Linked DNA regions of Drosophila melanogaster: region 2 is linked to region 1. Evidence: chromatin contacts called from public HiChIP or PLAC-seq data. All regions are on one chromosome and are shown on one strand. The core of a region is the stretch at or near the end of the contact, and the rest is flanking DNA. Distances in the headings are between cores, read along the strand shown. Region 1 overlaps Ir40a (Ionotropic receptor 40a). Region 2 overlaps Cht10 (Chitinase 10).

Region 1 (3,794 bases), core at 749-3,248:
CTCTCGAAACCGAGAAAAACTCAGAATCACCAAAAAGGGTGCTGGCATATTCCACAAACAAGAGAGAATATGAGAATATATCGAGTTCCCCGACCCGTAATTCAGCCAGTGTGAATGCGAACGCGAAATTTCATCATTTATGAGAAAATGGGCGTGACCGGTTCGGCGTCTTAAGGGCGTTTGAGTGGGCGTGGCAAAACGTTTTTTGGCAAATCAATTGAAATTTACAATACTAATAAAATTATGAAAAAAAATTCGAAAAATGATTCAAATTTGTGGGCGTGGCAGTTTTGTACGGTTTAAGGGCGTTAGAGTGGGCAATTTATCTAACCCGTAAATATAGAACTCTGCCCCAGTTGATAAACAAATTTCAAACTTTAATCTCAGCAGCATTCCCTTTGTCCGTTTTTGTCGCCAACACTTAGCCACCCGATAAATAACCAAACCTAAAGTAAACACAAGTCAGCAAATTTGAATTTCACAATGCTGTGAAATAATTGCAGAAGCTGTTATCTTAAACATATTTCAAAGTTCAAGAAAATCCTAAAGAAAAGCTTCTGGCCGAGGTTGAGTGGATTATGATTAAGATTTAGAAGATTACTCTGAATCGGGACGAGATCGTGAACAGTTTCAAACCAAAGATAAGCAATTAAAAAAGTGTCTTGTAATAATGTGAAAATTTTAATTGGCATGGCAAACATTTTTTTAAATCGATAAAAAATTTACATAGCTAATAAAATTATGAAAAAATTTTGAAAAATGGTTCAAAAGTGTGGGAGTGGCAGTTTTGTGCGGTTTGTGGGCTTTGGAGTGGGCGTGGCAACATGGCTCAACAAACTTGCACTTCGTCTTTGTCTCTAGAATCTGTATACTGAATCTCAACCTTCTAGCCTTTATATTTCCTCCTCTTCTTCTCTTCTGAGCAGCAGCACAGCTCTTTTCTTAATCGCACAGATAACATTTCTTGTTCGCTTGCTTATTTCCTTCAAAACGGAAGCATCAAACTCTCCCAATTGTAACTTGTCAACTGGGGGATCCTCCGGTCCCATCAAAAGATCCATTGCAAGACACAACGCAATGCACTTTGGTGGTGGACCTACCCTTCAAAATCGGTACCCAATGTGAATGTAAAGAATTTTGATTATATCTTATCCCTTACTCTTAGGATCTTCATCATCCTACTTCACACTGGACGATTACTCGTAGATATCTTCATCTATTTCGTCATTTCATTCGTCAATCTCTCCTCGCCGTTTAATATTAGGGCCCATTATCCATTGTAGTGAACTAGTTAGTTCGCGCGGCTATTACGTAACCCACCAAATTTACGTAACGTAATCGGGGGAGTAATTGTGGGGAGTATGATGGTTTAAATCATATCTTACGTGCGCTCTCATTTAAAAAGCTCCGCAGGAAAGCAGGATTGTAAAGTGATTTTTCCAAAAATTTAAATGGTAAGCCATCTAATCGCACGGCCATGAACAATAAGGATGCTCGTTATTGTTTACCTCAAATAACACATATTTTCATAGTAAAGAGATCTGTTTTCATGCTAAAACCGTAATAAATAAGTGGAATGCTTGTGTTATCTTCTGCGATAAACACTTTTAATAATTCCAAAAATTGAGGCACATATTGTAGATAGTAAATAAAATAGTGCTCTGAAATTAGAGTGGTACAAAACTAGCAAGAGATCCAACCAGTCAGCAATTATACCACAACATTATACATTATAATTAAGTTTTTTTTTTTACAAATAACTTGGGATACGAATACGCCATACAGAATATAAGAACGGGGAAGTTATATCTAATTATATAGTTAATATTAGTCCACTAAATTATTGTTTTAAAAAACAGCATCTTAAACATTTTTGTAGCTTGATGCAGTTGTTTGAGAGCGGAATCCTAGATAAGATGACCGCTGCCGAATACGCAAAGCAGTACCAGGAGGTAGAAGCCACGAGAATATACAAGGGCAGCGTGCAGGCGAAAAACAGTGAGGCTTACAGTCGAACCGAAAGCTATGACAGCACGGTTATCAGTCCGCTTAATCTACGAATGCTGCAGGGCGCTTTTATCGCTCTCGGAGTTGGTTCATTGGCTGCAGGTACTGATCTATATTATTAAATTATTCCAAAACTGTATAGGTATTTCTTCTGCTTAGGTGTAATTTTGCTGTTAGAGATAGTATTTATAAAACTGGATCAAGCGCGATTGTGGATGCTGTGCTCACGGCTGCAATGGATTAGATATGACAGGAAAGTGTAAGTCAGTGTATTTTATTTGCTGCAGCCGCTTTAAATAATACAATAAACGTCAGATCCTTAAATTCGAGAGACAAATTCATTTGTGGTGGTCCGGTTAAGATTTGGTATTACTTGGTATTACTACTTTGGTATTACTTTAACAGAGGTTTGGTGGGGATCTATCAACTCTGGCATAAAACCAGTATTCGCAACACAGGGAAGGGAATGCCATTTTTGGGTGAATGACACTATTCTTCTTTAATGCGGTTCCCGAGTATAAAACAGCCGAAACACGCGTGATGCAGACTATTTTTTGTGCAAAGCGCAACGAAAGCCTATGCAAAGTGCAAATGGAGTAACGCCAATTGAAGCTGCAGGAGTGCTGGCTTATTGGCTCCAATCGAGAGCAGTGTACATCCAGTATATCCACCTAACATAAGACGTTGAGCGGAATTCCGTTTATGATACTCATGCGCCAGGCTTGCACGCAACTGGCTGCACATGGACGAAATAGTGCATCGTGAATTTTAGCAGGAATTTGTGCGGCGCTACGAGATCGATATTCTGCTGCTCAGCGAGACTCATTGCAAGGAGGCACAGGCACCCAAAATATTTGGATTTGAGTCTTACACTGCCAACGACCTGAGCGACGGTAACGCCAAAGGTGTTGCAGCGATCCTGGTCAAATCCGGCCTAGTCCACTTTCCTCTTACACCAATAGCCACTGACGAGGAGCAACTCGCGTCTGCCCTACGAGGTTCATATGGAATACGAGCGAATTTAAATGCATTCTGAATCAACAATGTTCCAAACTCCTCGTCGCGGGCGACTGGACTGCATCCCACTGGCTATGGGGAGCGGGGAGATCCAATCGAAGAGGGCGTGAGCTAGCGAATCTGGTCCTAAGCTTAGATATAAGCTCCCTAGCCACCGGAGGTCCTACAAGATTCCCGTTCGGCAGTAGAGGCTCCCCAGGCTATATAGATTTTGCTGTCAGCAAGGGCATTCTGGATATGCACGATGAAATACGTTCCGTTGCTGAGCTCAGCTCCGACCACCTACCGCTTATAGATGCAACAGCTACAGCTTATCTCAAGATGGAGCGACTAATCGGTAGGCACTCTGTCCTGTAACGATTCCATGATCATGATTGAGTCCTCTCTGAACCTGAGTACGGCGATAAACTCAGAAAGAGAACTAGACGAAGCTGTTGACACTCTCACCCTTATTATTAAGGCTGCAGCCAGACTGGCTACTACTGCATAGGCCCACAGCAGCTAAAATCCCGATTACCAGAGAGATTCTGCTCCTTTTAACTGAGAATAGGCGTTTACGCAAAAGATGGTTGGATGGATGGATCTTTTTTTATTGTTCACCTCGCGGAGCTATTCCAGCCACTGAACCTCACCAGTCCCCAGGATGTTGACGCGAATCACGACCAGCTGTCCCAAGCACTCCAAATGGACCTGCCGATCACCCCCACCGAGGTTGCCAACGTCATCGCCAAACAAAACCCCAAAAAAGCTCAATTGCATGATACTATCTG
Region 2 (3,726 bases), core at 836-3,335, 820 kb before region 1:
CACTTTGGAAAATACCAACAGCAGTGGCTTAAATGCCAAAGCCCCTGCACCAGGTGAAGCTGGAGAGTTCACCAGAGCAGCTGGATTTCTTGCTTACTATGAGGTAAACTAACTTTTCTCTTTTATTTCAAATAATATTAGAAAAAAACAGGTGACGCCATAGTCGATTTCCTGGATTTTTCCTGGTATGAAGCGACTAGAATGCCTCGATATCAGGAACTCCAGAGACATAGACTCACTGAACTGATACGGCCTCACTCTTTTGAAAATTGGAAAAATTTTCTTTAATTATATTTTGAATTAACTTTTTTAAGCTTCTATACTCGTAATACGTATATGAGAGAAGGAAAAATAAAAAACAGAAATAAAAAGCTTAATATTAAGCTGTATATATATACAAGGGTGCTCCGAAAATCGATTCACACTAAAAAACCGTAGTATAAATTGGGGTGCACCTAGCAGATTTTGTTCAGGCTTAAAAACCCAGTAAGCGTTTAAAGGGTTGTTTTTATCTATTTTCGAAACAATATTTCAATCATTTCAGTCATCAAAGTGTCATAGTCACAATTCATTAACAAAATGAATAACATGTTTAACATGTTTAAATATTTCATTTAAATAAATAGCACAAAAATCTATAAATTGTATAAAATTAGAAAAAAATATTATCTAATAAAATACTTGATTAATATAGCTCCTAGGATTTGATTTGGCTGAATTAAATACCGTGCTATTTATTCTCGATTAAAGGAATAGAAACCCGTGCCCGTTTGTATAATTGCCTGGTTGCAAATTATATATAGATCCAAGATTTAAATAGAGGGATAGGGATATACAACTTAAAAGCGCAGTGTTAATTAAATGATTTTTTAAATTACTGTCCCAAAAACCTTTAAAATTTTCCTTTATGGTAGCTTTTATCTCAGCTTGAAATAATGGTTCTAAATTGAGAATCTAATGAAAAATGGTAATAAATAATTAAGCACGATATCGCTTATAAAAAGTAATTTGTAAATTATATAAAACATTAGAAAATAGGTAAGCTCAGTTGTGCATGCAAGGATTACTGAAACTTAAGAACTTTAGCTGAAACTGCATTGTAGAAGCACCCAAAAGATATTGAGTGATGCAGTTAGTTGTAGTCTTCATACACGTATCCGGCGGGAATCTCTACTAGGGACCTTTCTGTTGAGGAATGTCAGGATGATAAGTCAATAGGACGTACGATAGGCTTGTGTTGGAAGAGTACATCGAGTATCAGCAATGTATGCATGTTCAGCAATCCTACCCAGGTCATGGTACATACATACATCCAGATGGTCGAAACAATGCATTTATTAAGGTACTTTTCAAAGTGCAATGTTAATAGAGCTGTGGGGGGCCAGTAGTTCTTGAGAATTCTGCTCAGTTCTGGACCAGTTCAGAAATGGTATGATGTTGTCCAAATTACACACTACTTCAGCTCTCAGAAGCAGAATAACGTAAGGCCAATATGATTCATAGTCTATATTAATTGGAGCAACGAGCCAGGTGGACGATGGCCGAGTTCACGAAAGTATGTATTATTTTCAAAATCGCCAGACGTATTAATATTAACTACGAAAAATTTGAAATTGAATAAAATAGTTGGGGAGAAAGAATCATTAAGGTGTAATATTAACAAATAAGTAAATTACCAATCTAAATTTAATAAATCTAATAATCCAATAAATTTATAAAAATCTGATGCTCTGTGTAAAAGATATTCTCGAAACAATATTTTTCGAGACTTTTCGAAATAATCAAATATCTGTAAGTGCAATGCAGCGTGTTATTGTTGGCCATTTCCCGTTTTGGAAGGAGTGCAAATTATTATTGGTATATGAGAATAGTGGATATAAGAATTAGGGGCAAAAACTTGTCAAAACGACGGAATCCTCCACAAATACAATATCACCAATGGATGCTGAAATACTTTGACTGCAGGTGAATGTTTTGATATCCGAAGAGCAAAAAGAATATAAAAACAAGTTAGAAAGCTATAGTCGAGTTCCCCCACTATCAGATACCCGTTAGTGTGAACGCGAAATGTTATTATTTTTATGGGAGATCGATAGACATTGGGCAATAAAATGAGAAAACAATTTAAAAATTGTTCAAAAGTGTGGGCGTGACTGGTTCGGCGGCTTTAGGGCGTTAGAGTGGGCGTGGCAATAAGTTTTGTGGCAAATCGATTGAAAGTTATGAAGAAATATGGAAAAATGGTTCAAAATTGTGGGCATTGCAGTTTTAGGGCGTTAGAGTGGGCGTGGCAATTTTTTTTTTTGCGAAAGCATAGAAATCAATCATTTTTCAAAAGTGCGGGCGTAGCATCTTTGTGCTGTTTGTAGTCCTTGAAGTGGGCGTAGCAAGCTACTTGCGCTGCTTTTTTGCCTCTAAAATCTGTATGCTAAATCTCAACCTTCTAGCTTTTATAGTTCCTGAGATCTAGAAGTTCATACGGTAACGCTTCCTTCTCCCTGTTACATACCCTTTTGTCTTGAGTAACGGGTATAATAAGTTCGGAATGTTTTAATAAACAGATAATAAGATAATAATTTGTCTACAATTTGCACAAAACGGAATCCCAAATGTTTCTAAAAAGAAATTTGTCGGAATTTATATATGTATGTATATTGCTTATATATTGCTGTTTTGTCAGCGTGTTTCCCAGGAGATAAGCTAGAGCTTCATCTGGTGAAAGAGGAGTTGATTTTTGCCATTGAATTTGCATCCTCGATTTGCTTGGAAATTCTGGTGTTTTTAAAGTTTCTATAAGAACAAAGGCAACGTCCCTCATGGATTCTTTTCTAGCAGAAACAGTTGTTGCATGAATCAAAAGATTTGTGTCGTGATCACTTTCACTTGCAAGATTGTATGCCAGTTTCCTTTTTAGTCTTGCTCCTGCACTTTGGTAAAATAAGTTTCGGCGTCCCATTTTCTGTGGTGTCTAGTAGTTTTCAAAATTACTAACAAGAATTGTAATCTTAGACGCCGTCCACTTAGTATGTGTGGAAATAAATCGGTCTAATTGTTGTTACACTCGGGCAGTTTTCTTTTAATGAATAATTCAAAATGTACTATTTTTTTTGTCAATCTCTTCTGTCTTTCTTGCTTCCAGATTATTGTTGTTGATTTCGGAATAAACGTAATCTGAAACATAACTTATTTGCCGATTGTTATACCTCCAAATGTCTAGGAGGTCGCTATGTCTGAACCCGAACTTGCCTATATAAAATCAAATTGTTAGAAAACGAGAAAAATGTGCAAAAGATTACTCAAATATCGTCAAAGACAATAGTTAAAGGTACAAACTGACGTTTTTATTTTCTGTCAGAAATTGTCAGAAAATAAGTAATACTCCACGAAACACAGGGGACACGTTAGAATTTTCTGTTAAAATACACATATATTTCATGTTCACAACACATAAACAGTACAACTACACACATATTAGCTACATACGTTAAAAACAACATACCTTGGCTTTTATTTTCAATATATTTTCAATAAATACTAACAATCGTACCACGTTCAAAAGTAAGCAAATAATTTGGCGAAAATTGTCTTCTCTTTATCAGCTATTTGAAACTACACCCCTAAAAGCTTAAAAAATGGTTTAGTGAAGCTTTCGGTAATTTTTTTTTTTTTTTTTGCTTTTTATTTACATATATGATCAATTTTCTTTTAGAAAATAATTGCTAAAGG

Evidence for each region. HiChIP or PLAC-seq counts read pairs in DNA pulled down with a chosen protein or histone mark.
Region 2: a contact with region 1 is called in a POLR2A S2P HiChIP or PLAC-seq map of the Kc167 cell line, with 5 times the contacts expected there. The contact joins two enhancer-like sites. A contact is called at or near these places in 3 of 107 Hi-C or Micro-C datasets (the Kc167 cell line and the S2 cell line) and 1 of 6 datasets of contacts at active chromatin or transcription factors (the Kc167 cell line).

Annotation. Positions count from the first base shown.
Region 1 is chr2L:22,188,060-22,191,853 of dm6, reverse strand. Ir40a (Ionotropic receptor 40a) reads left to right here. Exons shown (of 7, transcript NM_136296.4): 6 at 1,880-2,109; 7 at 2,167-2,328. The coding sequence ends at 2,270. Among named protein-coding and RNA genes, the nearest start is that of CG3635, 15 kb to the right of the region's middle. Within about 2 kb of position 1,998, at least 3 of the 39 cell types and tissues checked have an H3K27ac peak or open chromatin away from gene starts, as enhancers often do. A contact at or near this core is called in the Kc167 cell line, where this site is marked.
Region 2 is chr2L:23,008,595-23,012,320 of dm6, reverse strand. Cht10 (Chitinase 10) reads left to right here. Exons shown (of 9, transcript NM_001042957.2): 5 at 1-103. Among named protein-coding and RNA genes, the nearest start is that of Cht10, 15 kb to the left of the region's middle. Within about 2 kb of position 2,085, at least 4 of the 39 cell types and tissues checked have an H3K27ac peak or open chromatin away from gene starts, as enhancers often do. A contact at or near this core is called in the Kc167 cell line, where this site is marked.